Regions from separate parts of the Mus musculus genome. Here regions 2 and 3 are each linked to region 1. A link is a contact called in public HiCAR-type and HiChIP or PLAC-seq data. All regions are on one chromosome and are shown on one strand. Each heading gives the region's core, a stretch centred on a gene start, on an enhancer-like site or on the middle of the called end of the contact. The rest is flanking DNA. Distances are from core to core; before and after follow the strand shown.

Evidence for each region. HiCAR-type assays count read pairs that join an accessible place to other places. HiChIP or PLAC-seq counts read pairs in DNA pulled down with a chosen protein or histone mark.
Region 2: a contact with region 1 is called in a HiCAR-type map of astrocytes, with 2.4 times the contacts expected there. The contact joins the promoter of Smarca1 here to the promoter of Aifm1 in region 1. A contact is called at or near these places in 2 of 39 promoter capture datasets (the 3T3-L1 cell line and hippocampal neurons) and 1 of 115 datasets of contacts at active chromatin or transcription factors (astrocytes).
Region 3: a contact with region 1 is called in an H3K27ac HiChIP or PLAC-seq map of embryonic stem cells, with 3 times the contacts expected there. The contact joins the enhancer-like site here to the promoter of Aifm1 in region 1. A contact is called at or near these places in 3 of 39 promoter capture datasets (the 3T3-L1 cell line, cranial neural crest and hippocampal neurons), 3 of 115 datasets of contacts at active chromatin or transcription factors (embryonic forebrain, embryonic midbrain and embryonic stem cells) and 1 of 9 other capture datasets (liver).

What each region holds. Positions count from the first base shown.
Region 1 is chrX:48,511,844-48,515,418 of GRCm38.p6, forward strand. Aifm1 (apoptosis-inducing factor, mitochondrion-associated 1) reads right to left here and starts at 1,720. Exons shown (of 16, transcript NM_012019.3): 1 at 1,393-1,720. The coding sequence starts at 1,495. It also overlaps a transcript of Rab33a not described here.
Region 2 is chrX:47,890,559-47,894,133 of GRCm38.p6, forward strand. Smarca1 (SWI/SNF related, matrix associated, actin dependent regulator of chromatin, subfamily a, member 1) reads right to left here and starts at 2,055. Exons shown (of 24, transcript NM_001358618.1): 1 at 1,668-2,055. The coding sequence starts at 1,838.
Region 3 is chrX:47,948,090-47,951,664 of GRCm38.p6, forward strand. It overlaps Ocrl (OCRL, inositol polyphosphate-5-phosphatase), which reads left to right. Exons shown (of 24, transcript NM_177215.3): 18 at 36-271. Among named protein-coding and RNA genes, the nearest start is that of Ocrl, 37 kb to the left of the region's middle. Within about 2 kb of position 1,827, at least 10 of the 459 cell types and tissues checked have an H3K27ac peak or open chromatin away from gene starts, as enhancers often do. A contact at or near this core is called in embryonic stem cells, where this site is marked.

The sequences.
Region 1 (3,575 bases), core at 470-2,969:
TTTTTTCTAAAACAGAAATTCTTAAGTTCCAAGAGGTAACTGGGATAACATTGACTTTTTTGAGATGGGCAACTATATAGCCGTGACTGACTTAGAGATTCCTATGTACACTAGGATGGCCTTGAATTCTCTGAGATCTGCTGCCTCTGCCTCCAGAGTCCTAGGATTAAAGTCATATGTCACCATACCCAGCAGATAACACCCATTAAGAATTTTTTCTTGACATGTACGAAGTGGACAAACTATCCAAACACATTTGCAAAGGTCCTAACAATCAAAAAGTATTTCCACTTCTTATTCCTAAACTACAGAAAAGGCATCTGAACTTCAAAAAAGACTCCAGGGTAACATTTGATATTATAAATGTAATTACACTAGGATGATGATTTTTTAAAATGTTGATTTAAAAATACACCTTGGAGATTGTGGAGGGGGGGCATTCATTCCCACAAATCTGTATAGGTAGAAAAGATGATGACTCAAACCATGCTCAGATAAACCCATGGATATCAGAAGCACAATGGGCTAATTAGTGGAAAGAGAAGCGAATTCATTCTTAACTGTTTCAGGTCAAACTTTAGGAAGTAGGATTGGCGTGTAGCAATAGGATCAGGGGCCTAGAGACTAGCAGAGTAGCTTTAGCTCTACCTACTAATTATGTGACCTTCTGCAAGTAATTTCACCTCTTTGTTCCTCAATTTATTATCCATAAAATGAATGGGTTGGTGTTGACCACAAAATTCCTTCCAGCTCTAAAGTTTGATGAGACAACTTCCCAGAGAACAAATAGAGGGGGATCGAAAAACGTTCATTGAAGCGTGTAAGCCCACCACCAGGAATTCAACTATCTGGCCATCTCAAGGCAATCTGAGCTAATTCTCTTGATATCTGACATACAGTTTCTACTGGTGATACACCATTGCCACGTCGTAGGACAATCAAATGTACAGCTCTCACGTGGAGTTTTGGGAGGTAAAGCAGATAATCTGAGTTCCAGGAGAAACTTGTGACTGTGTCCCAACCACTAAATGACAACATCCATCTGACCTCAATGCTTTAAAAAAGGCAAGGTGGCAGAGGATGGGCAATATGGTCTGTTATAGCCAAGCGTTCTGTTATCCCCAAATCGCAAAGCCTCCCAGAAGAAGGCCTCATGCTGATTTCTGGGGTTCAAATCTCTTGAAGGTCAGGCCGGCATAAGTATGCCTATTCCTCAGCTTGGAAACTCTTGGGTTTATATCCCGCCAATTTGGAGATTCTTGAGACTGTGAAAGAAAGTTCTTTTTTTTTGAAGGACAGGGGAGCTCTGCGAGGGATGGGGAGCCCATGGCACCTAGGCCATTGGACTTTGAAGTAGGATAAGGGGTTGCCTGGGACAGGTCAGCTAGTCACCTGGAAGCCGGTTCCTCTGTTTCGGCCTCTGGACGTACACCGTCCGCACCAAGGGCACCAGTTTCTGCTTGAAAGCACCCGCCAGGCCTCCACACCGGAACATTTCGGCGATCACTCCTCGGAAGCTCCCGCTCCTTCCTTTTCCTTCCACGCACCGTCGAACGGGTCGAATACCACGGGCTCGGGTCCGCTCCCCCTCCCGTCACACGCACACTACGCAGGCTCCTCCTCCCAGCCCCGAGTGGACATTGGATAGAGGAACCGGCCCACTAGAGCCAGGGGGAAAGGCACTGAGGCTGGAGACCCACTGCGCAGGCGTAAGACTCAGCACCGCACTGCAATTGGTCCCACAGCGAGGAGGTCGGCGCATGCGTCCGGCGGCACGCGCGCTGCAAAGCCCCGGGCCCCGCCTCCGCATTTGCAAGTTTCCCAGAGTTAGCGGCCCTGTAGTAGGTTGAGCCGCTTAAGAAACCTGGACAAGGGACACTCCTGCCCGGAGGCAGCGGGTGGGGCAGCCGCTGTGTAGGTAATGGGGACTGCTAGCAAAACGGTCACCAAAACTGACCTGAGAACTTTACTTTCTGGTTTGTTTTTTGTTTTTTGTTTTTTTTTTTTTGTGCGTTTTAGGCAACTAGCTAGCCGGCATTTAAGCCTTTCTGAATCTCTTTCTGTGATCCAATTCTAGTCTTTCCCCCAGTCTTAGTCATTACACCCGACTTCCTGAATCCTGAATAAATTCCATCCATGTTTTAAAACTAACTGGCCATTTCTTGAGCAGCCCGGTTTGTTCGTTTGTTTGTTTTTGGTTTCTTTTTTTTTTTTCGGAGGTGGGGGGGAGGCGGGATGGAGTGGGACGTGTACTTCACGTGTTATATCTCCGTTATCACTGTCATATGTATCAAGTGTTGTGGATAGTCTCGCGCTATTATGGCTTTCGTGCTTGAGAAGAGAAAGCTGACAAAAAAGTTTGTGCCTGACAAATTTTCTGTGAAAGAAATTCTAAGCAGGACTTAGAAAGTTGTGGGAGATACAGAGTGAGAACTGAGAGAAAGTAGATATTTTGCTCTCCTGTGGGAGTTTTGAATTGCAGATTAAGTATTTATGGAAACTGTGTGTAGTGGCCTAACACCTGAACTCCCAGACACAGAGGCAGAGACAGAGACAGACGGACAGCAAGGAAATTTGAGGCCAGCCTTGTTCATATCAAGCCTGCCAAGGCTTCCTGGTGAAGATGCCCTGTCCCTTATTATGGAACAGTACTATATAGAGGCTTCTGTGGATATAAAAACATGGAAAGTGATCACTGTAATGGGATCTATTGTCATTTAGATGATACCTATCACAGAGCCACTGCAAGGAAGGAGTTTGGGACAGAGTCACTAGTGGAAGAGAAAGAATAGTATTTCAGAGGGTAAATGCATTGAGGCCAAAAGTAATATTTTTAGGGTTTAAACATATTGACCTCCATAAACATATTTCTCCTCCATAAGGACCTAGGTTTAATCCTGCCTCTGCTACTTGGACAAGTCACCCAGTTGGCTTCAACTGACCTGGAGACAGTTGGACTTAAGGATGAAAAGCTATAAGCCGGGCATGGTGACAATACCTTTAGTCCCAGCACTCGGGAGGCAGAGGCAGGTGGAATTCTGAGTTCGAGGCCAGCCTAGTCTACAAAGTGAGTTCCAGGACAGCCAGGGCTACACAGAGAAACCCTCTCGAAAAACAAACCAAAACAAACAAACAAACAAACAAGGATGAAAACCTACAGTTTCTCAGCGCATGGAACTAAATTAGGAATTAGAGACCAACCTGAGCAACATAGACTGCTTCAAAACACTGAAAGGCTGGGAGTATAGCTCAGAGGCAAGATGTTTGCTAAACATTCCAAGGTCCTCTTTTCAGTTTGAAGCAGCACACAGCCCCTATCCAAAGTTTAAAAAAAAATCAGAAATAAAGTTCAGTCTATTTTCAGGAAACAATAACAGAAGACTTGCTGTATTAGGAAGTAGTGATAAGGAATGCAACTGCATCGCAGCCAAACTTGAACTGTCAAATGAATTTGAAAATGATGAAATTCCTTTTTTTTATATATATCTTGGTGGAAGGGAATGACTAAAGCATAATTTAGGAAGTTTAACCCAGGAAGCAGGATTCATTGCATGAAAACACCCAAAGTTTCATTA
Region 2 (3,575 bases), core at 805-3,304, 620 kb before region 1:
CCTTCATAATAGCATACAGAGTTCATGAACATACAGCAATACACTCCATGCTTATTACATGTATTTTTATTGATCTTTTCAAAATGGAAATCCAAAAACTTATACAATTTCAAAATTCAACATTGAGTCCCATGTGAAGAAGAAGAAATAATTAACACTTATATTTGCCTAGTCCAGAGAATAAAAGACACTAGATGCATTTTAAATTTCTTAACCAAATACTTGGTATCTGGCCCAGCTTTAATGATCTGTGCCGTCTTAATGATCTAAGTACCACACACATCTTACACCCAGTGTTTCCCATGATTTTCACTTAGCACTTTCTGTTTAATCAACTTAACTAACTAATGGATTTAGCATCATTCTTCTAATTCAAGGCAAAATGTGTTAATTTCCCCCAAAAAGCTATTCATTTAGTCATATGCCATTGTATAATGATTTATACAAAGTCACTTGAGATTCTTAAAGCATAATTTCAATTACCCACCATTTTTAAATCATCGTGTATATTGTTAAATGGGGGGAAATCCACCTATAAACGATCTGTTCTGCAATTTTATTATATATCAAAACTTCTTATGTTCCACCCTATTCTTTAACATCGATTTTTCAAAGCATTGTATAATTTTACTTGTATATTCATGGGAGATAATACCTACTTCCTGGATTTGTCTGTAATAGGTGTGACAGTGGTCTTCTCTCCTGTGTTCATCCTACAGAGTAGGACTTTACAACGTTTAAAATAAACGTGTCCAGGAGTGAATGGTTCCCCACTAGGCAAGGGAAGCAAAAGGCTGGAAGGCCAAAGGCCAGATAAGGGGAATCATCTGGGTGTCCCAGAGTGAAACACTATACCATCAGGGGCGGGGCAGGAGAGGGAGAGGGTGCAAAGGTTGGACATTTTCCTAAGACAGCATGGTTCCTCAGTGTGAGGGTTGTAAGATAAAGCGCAGAGAGGATGTTTTCTTGACATAACACCCCCTCCTCACCATGAGGCAAGGATCAAAGGAACATGAGAGATTATTATTTTTTTTTATTTCTGTAATCCCAAAGACAGACACTGCCAATCACAGCAAGCATTATCTTCCAACCATTCTCCCTCTTCCCCCTCCTGCCCGCCGCCACCACCACCACCAGTAGCACCTTGAAATTTAAATTACAAAAATAAGCCCGAGCCAAATCCCCATCAGCCTGATGGTGGGACTGAAGGGCCCAGATTTCCCAGGCAGAGGCCGACGGGAAGAGGGGGGTAGAAGAGCGAGCAACGAGAGAGAGAGAGAGAGAGAGAGAGAGAGAGAGAGAGAGAGAGAGAGAGAGAGAGAGAGGCGGAGGCATTTTCCTGCACAGTCCCATCCCCCACAAGGTTCCCCCAGTTCCGGGAAGGTAGAGGGAGGCCCGAGTCTAGGAGAGACTCGGGGCTCAGGATCGGGATACCCCGCTACCCGGCCGCGCCCCCGCCCTGCCCCGCCCCCGCTCAGCAGGCGGCCAGCAGGAAAGGGGGAGGGGAGGGAATGCTAGATGGTTCTGCCGCCCCGCTGCCCCCATCCCTGCAGTGATTTTGGTACCTGTCGGCGCCAAAAGGTCAGGGTTTGGGCCCCTGTGAGGGGCCAGGCACGGGATGTGTCCAGCACACACAGAGCGCGCGCACACACCCCTTTCCTATTTACCTCCTTCTTCTCGCCCTTCTCAGTGGCCGTGGTGCCTTCGGTGGCGGCAGCAGCCGCTCCCTCCTCTTTAAAGGTGGACGGCCCGGGCTGCTCATCCTCTACAACCACGACTGTGGCTCTGGCATCCGAAACTGCCACGGTGGCTGCCTCTGTGGCCGTGTCCGGCTCCATGGCGTTGGAGCGGGAAAGACGAGGTGGGACGAGGAAGGGGAGAAGGGAGGTTCCTGTGCGACAGCGGTGGCTGCGCTGGAAAGAGCTTGCTAGAGCAGGGGTGGAGAATACTAGCTTCCAACCCCTTCGCTCGCCCCCCACCTTCTTTAAATAACCCTCAACCCTGCCCCACTTCCGTCCACCCACCCTACGTCATGGCCTCCCCCCATCGCCCTCCCCTCCGCCCCCCCTCACCAATCGCGAGACTCCCCCTCCCCATCCAGAGCCCAGGCTGGTCCCACAGGACCAACTGTTGCCTGACTGTGGGGTGCACTCGGGGGTGGAGAACGAAACCCACAGCTCGTGGCCCCTTAAATTTTCTACTTCTCCATATGCCCCCAACAGTGAGCCTGAGTTCCCCTGACAGATGTGTGCAGAAGAAATTCTCTTTCCCTTCAATCTGTTCTACCTATTCTGCACCTCTGTACCTTGGGGCGCTCTCCCCTTCTTGCACAAAGAACTCCTCTGCTTATGAGTGCTATTGGTCTTTCTCTGCATAGTGTTTCCTTGGAAAGCCCACAGTCCCTCTAAGGACTGCCCTTTCCCGGGTTTCTGAAAGGATTAGATTGGTGGTTAACAGTCACCTTCGGAGACTCTGCTGAAAGAGAACTTGAATCACTTGATGTTAAATATTCTGGTAGAAGGTGAAACTTGACTCACATTTTATGAGTAAGTGTTCTGCTTTTCTTTCTGGTTTTCTCAAATGGCCAATATGCAGGAGTCCCTCTTTTGACAGCACCCCTGAATTTTAAAACTCAAGGGGGACAATGTCTAAGTCTTCCACAAAACCTAGGGCAACTTGTGATAGGTTACCTAATATGGATCATTGAATTGAACGGCTATGGTTTTTTTTTTCATTTCTGTTCTGTTCACATCTTTCTATTAATCAATGATCACTGAATGTATTTTGTAAACAGTGCAAGTATGGATAAACAAGTCTATTAACTGTTGCTTCTTTGTCTCCTCATCATTTATCAACAATAGAAAGACTGATATCTTAGCCTTTAAAGTTCTGTCATTAGAGATAACAGACAATATAACATGTAAGAAACAGTATAACAAAACAATCACAAAGCATACTGTTTCCAAAATGAAGCAAATACTTTCCAGAGTAGCTGTGGTTTGGTTAACTTCCATCAACACACCTTCCTAAACAACCCATCTAAAATAAGGTGTGACTTGTGCAAATAGTACCATAGCAGTCAGATGAACCCAAATATTATCTATTACTGGGTCATCCATACCTTAGTGTAGTGAATGGCTGAGAGATTCTGTCTCTAAACTAGTTTCTCCTTCTCTCTCTCTCTCTCTCTCTCTCTCTCTCTCCCTCTCTCTCCCTCTCTCTCTCTCTCTCTCTTCCTTCTCCCCCTACCCTTCCTCCTCTCTTTCCCCTCTCTTTTTTTCCCTACTTCTTTCCCTCTCTTCCATTTCTTTCTTTGAAGGTAGGGTCTTGCCCTATAAGCCAAGGTGACCTTTACTTTGCAGCATCTCTGCTTCTGCTTTTCAAGCTCTAGGATTACAGGCATATGCAACCATCCTTCATTCATGGTCAAATTTTAAACACAGAGAAAGAGGCAAGGATTGTGCCAAAGGGAGAGAAGAACTTGATGATAATATCTGCTCATTTTACCTTCATTATTTGTGGATCCCTCCACCCCAGTCCACCGTTCATGTTTCTTTACTGAAGTACAATCATTG
Region 3 (3,575 bases), core at 577-3,076, 560 kb before region 1:
ATCTGTGCTACGATGCACCATCTCTTTCATTTCAGACGAGACCTTAGACATCTCCCTTGATGTATACGTCAGCAAAGACTCTGTAACCATCCTGAACTCCGGTGAAGATAAGATTGAAGATATTCTTGTCCTCCATTTGGATCGAGGCAAAGATTACTTCTTGACCATCGGTGGGAATTACCTCCCAAGTTGCTTTGGAACCTCATTGGAGGCTTTGTGCCGAATGAAAAGACCAATTCGAGAAGTTCCTGTCACCAAACTCATAGACCTGGTGAGACACATCCTCAGACAGCAACCTTCTTTACATTTAATTTGCATGTTTTGCCCCATTATTTCTGTGCCTTCTCTCTTCTTCTGGGGTCATGGGAACTGACAAATGATAGAGGAGAATGTCACTTTATCTAAGCACTACTTTGATTAAATTAAGCCTAGGAGGGAAAAGGAAAGTCTACTCTGTAGTTAAGTCTTGTTGGGACCATAATAGATAATATATTGTACTTCCAAAATGAGCTCAAAGGCCCCCTCTCCAAGCTGTGCTCACTAAGCTCATCACACTTACATAAATTGGCATGTATGCTAGGTGTGGTAGGTGCACCATGCATTATTCTTCTCATTGTGCTTACAGGAAGACTGAGGCCCAAGGGATTCACTTGCCCATAGTCAGATGAGTTAGTGACAGACCCAGATTTTCTGACTCCAGTATTCCTCCCTACAGTATATCAAACTCCAGTATTCCTCCCTACAGTATATCAAACTCCAGTATTCCTCTCTACAGTATATCAAACTCCAGTATTCCTCCCTACAGTATATCAAACTCCAGTATTCCTCCCTACAGTATATCAAACTCCAGTATTCCTCTCTACAGTATATCAAACTCCAGTATTCCTCCCTACAGTATATCAAACTCCAGTATTCCTCCCTACAGTATATCAAACTCCAGTATTCCTCCCTACAGTATATCAAACTCCAGTATTCCTCTCTACAGTATATCAAACTCCAGTATTCCTCTCTACAGTATATCAAACTCCAGTATTCCTCTCTACAGTATATCAAACTCCAGTATTCCTCGCTACAGTATATCAAACTCGGCTGCTGATGAGAGCAGAGGCTGTTATGGATGCTTACAGAGCTTACATCATAGTCCCTAGGGGTGCTTACTGCAAGTAGAGGCTCTCCCCTGCCCCATTCACCACTGGTAATAGAATCTTAAGACATGGAACCTAGGAGTCGGCATTTTTTACCCCTTTGGTAACCCTGGCTGGACTTGAATTTCCTCTTCAACTGAGAATTAATTTAAACTTCTGATCTTCCTGCCTCCACCTCCCCAGTGTGGGATCACAGGTATAGCCCACCATATCTGGTTTATGGAGTATTGGGGACTAAATCTAGGGCTACTTGCATGTGAGGCAGGGCCTCTACCAACTGAGCTATAAATTCAGTCTATAGATGGGTATAACATGTACTGACGCTTCTTCACTTAATGTGTGTGACTCAAGAAAGAAAAAAAAAAGAATTATATCCACCCCCTTTCACAAGCCAAGCTACTAGATAATGTCTCTATTCTTATGTGGGAAAAGCATATTATTTTCAGTTTAAAAAAAAAAGATTGAATAGCAAGCCATCCTATTAAAAATTTTTCTGCTAAATGAAACTATTGTTAGATTTGTGTACAGATTGGCACTTAGCTTTTTTTTTCCTCCAGATATAATGAAGGGAAGAGCCAAGGGTTACCATTTGTATATAAAATCACAATGGTGCTCAGGCCTGGGAATAGCCAGTGATTGTATGGTCCATCAGGAAGGGTTAGAGCTGCCGCAGCCTGCTGGCTTGTCTGAATGTAATCTGTGCGGTTGCCATGGAACCCTTGCACCTGTGACTCAGAGAGCACATTCCAGCGCTGGAATGTCATTTGTTTCCATAGAGCTCTCATGATGGAAGGTTTTACCTGTGTTTGAAAGAAAGCCCTTTTCTGCAGAAATTCATATCCTGTCATTCTGCTATTTCTTGAAATTGTTTTTCTTCTACCACCAATTTTTTTATGGAAAACAATTATACAGTAGTGTCTGATCGTGCTTCCCCTCCCCCAGCTCCTCCGGAATCCTTTCCACCCCACCCAGTCACCTAACTCCACACCCTTTCTTTCTCTCTGTCTTTAGAAAACAAACAAGTAGGCAGACAAAACAGACTATAATTTTTTAAAGAAAAAAAAACAAGAAACACATACAAACAAAAGCCATAAGCACACAGACATCATAATATACAGGTAAAAGACCAGTAGAACAAAAAAAAATTGCTCAAAGCAGTATGAGACAAAAGGCTTATTTTTATCAAAGTCAGCAGCAGCATTATAGTGCCCTGGCCATAATTTTTCCATGTTCTGGGAATGACTGGGAGGCTCAACCAGCTTTAAAAGCTCTTACTATCTATTAAATATATTATCAGGCAATTCAATCACATTTCCCCATAAATAGAAAGTATATAAAACTATTAGAAGAATCTTGGCTCTGTATAGAGCCATCTTCCCTCTTCTAAGACATAATTGGTTCAAGGTTAAAGAAATAGAATCTTGGTTATCTATAATTACAGAATGGCGTTTTTGGCTTTTGTTTTTTGTTTGTTTGTTTGTTTGTTTGTTTGTTTGTTTGTTTTGGTTTTTTTGAGACAGGGTTTCTCTGTATAGTCCTGGCTGTCCTGGAACTCACTCTGTAGACCGGGCTGGCCTCGAACTCAGAAATTCGCCTGCCTCTGCCTTCCGTGTGCTGGGATTAAAGGTGTGTGCCACCACACCTGGCTGGCATTTTTTTAATTAAATTATGTATTCATGATCATTTGCTTATTTTGAAAGTTTGTATTTTGGAGGCCTTAGGGTTCTCATTCTTACCACGGCTTATTGCGTTTCAGTATTATTAAGTTATTGAATCTCATCAATGAGGAAATTAGCCATATTGTTAAGAGGCAGTAAACAGGAATCTAAAATAGTCACACCCCTTTTCTGAACACCTTTCCTCTTGCTTCAAGTCCAGAATACTTCCTTAGGTCTTATGGTTTTTCCAGGACTTGACAGGATATTTCAAAGCCCATGAGACGATGGTTCTAATACTAGTACATGTCCTCTATTGTATTGTGTGCTATAAATTCATGGTGGAGCCGGAAGTGGGTTCAGTACATGTGCTCTGTCTCCCTGTACTGTTTCGGAATGATTCCAATGTTCCACTTACTTCCTACAGAACTACCGAATTCAAAATGAGATCATTGGCTTGAATCTTTTTGTTCTTCCAACCATTCTTAATAAGAAAGATCCTACAATGCCTAGGATAGTAGGAATTAGCTTAAGAGGGAATGGATAAGAATTACTTGCTGTTGTGACTTTTTTGGGGGGGTGGGGGTTCAAGACAGGGTTTCTCTGTATAGCCCTGGCTGTCCTGGAACTCACTCTGTAAACCAGGCTGGCCTCGAACTCAGAAATCCGCCTGCCTCTGCCTCCCAAGTGCTGGGATTACAGGCGTGCGTCACCACTGCCCGGCTTGTTGTGACTATTTTTATTCTTTTTCAGAACAAAGGTCTATTTTTCTGAT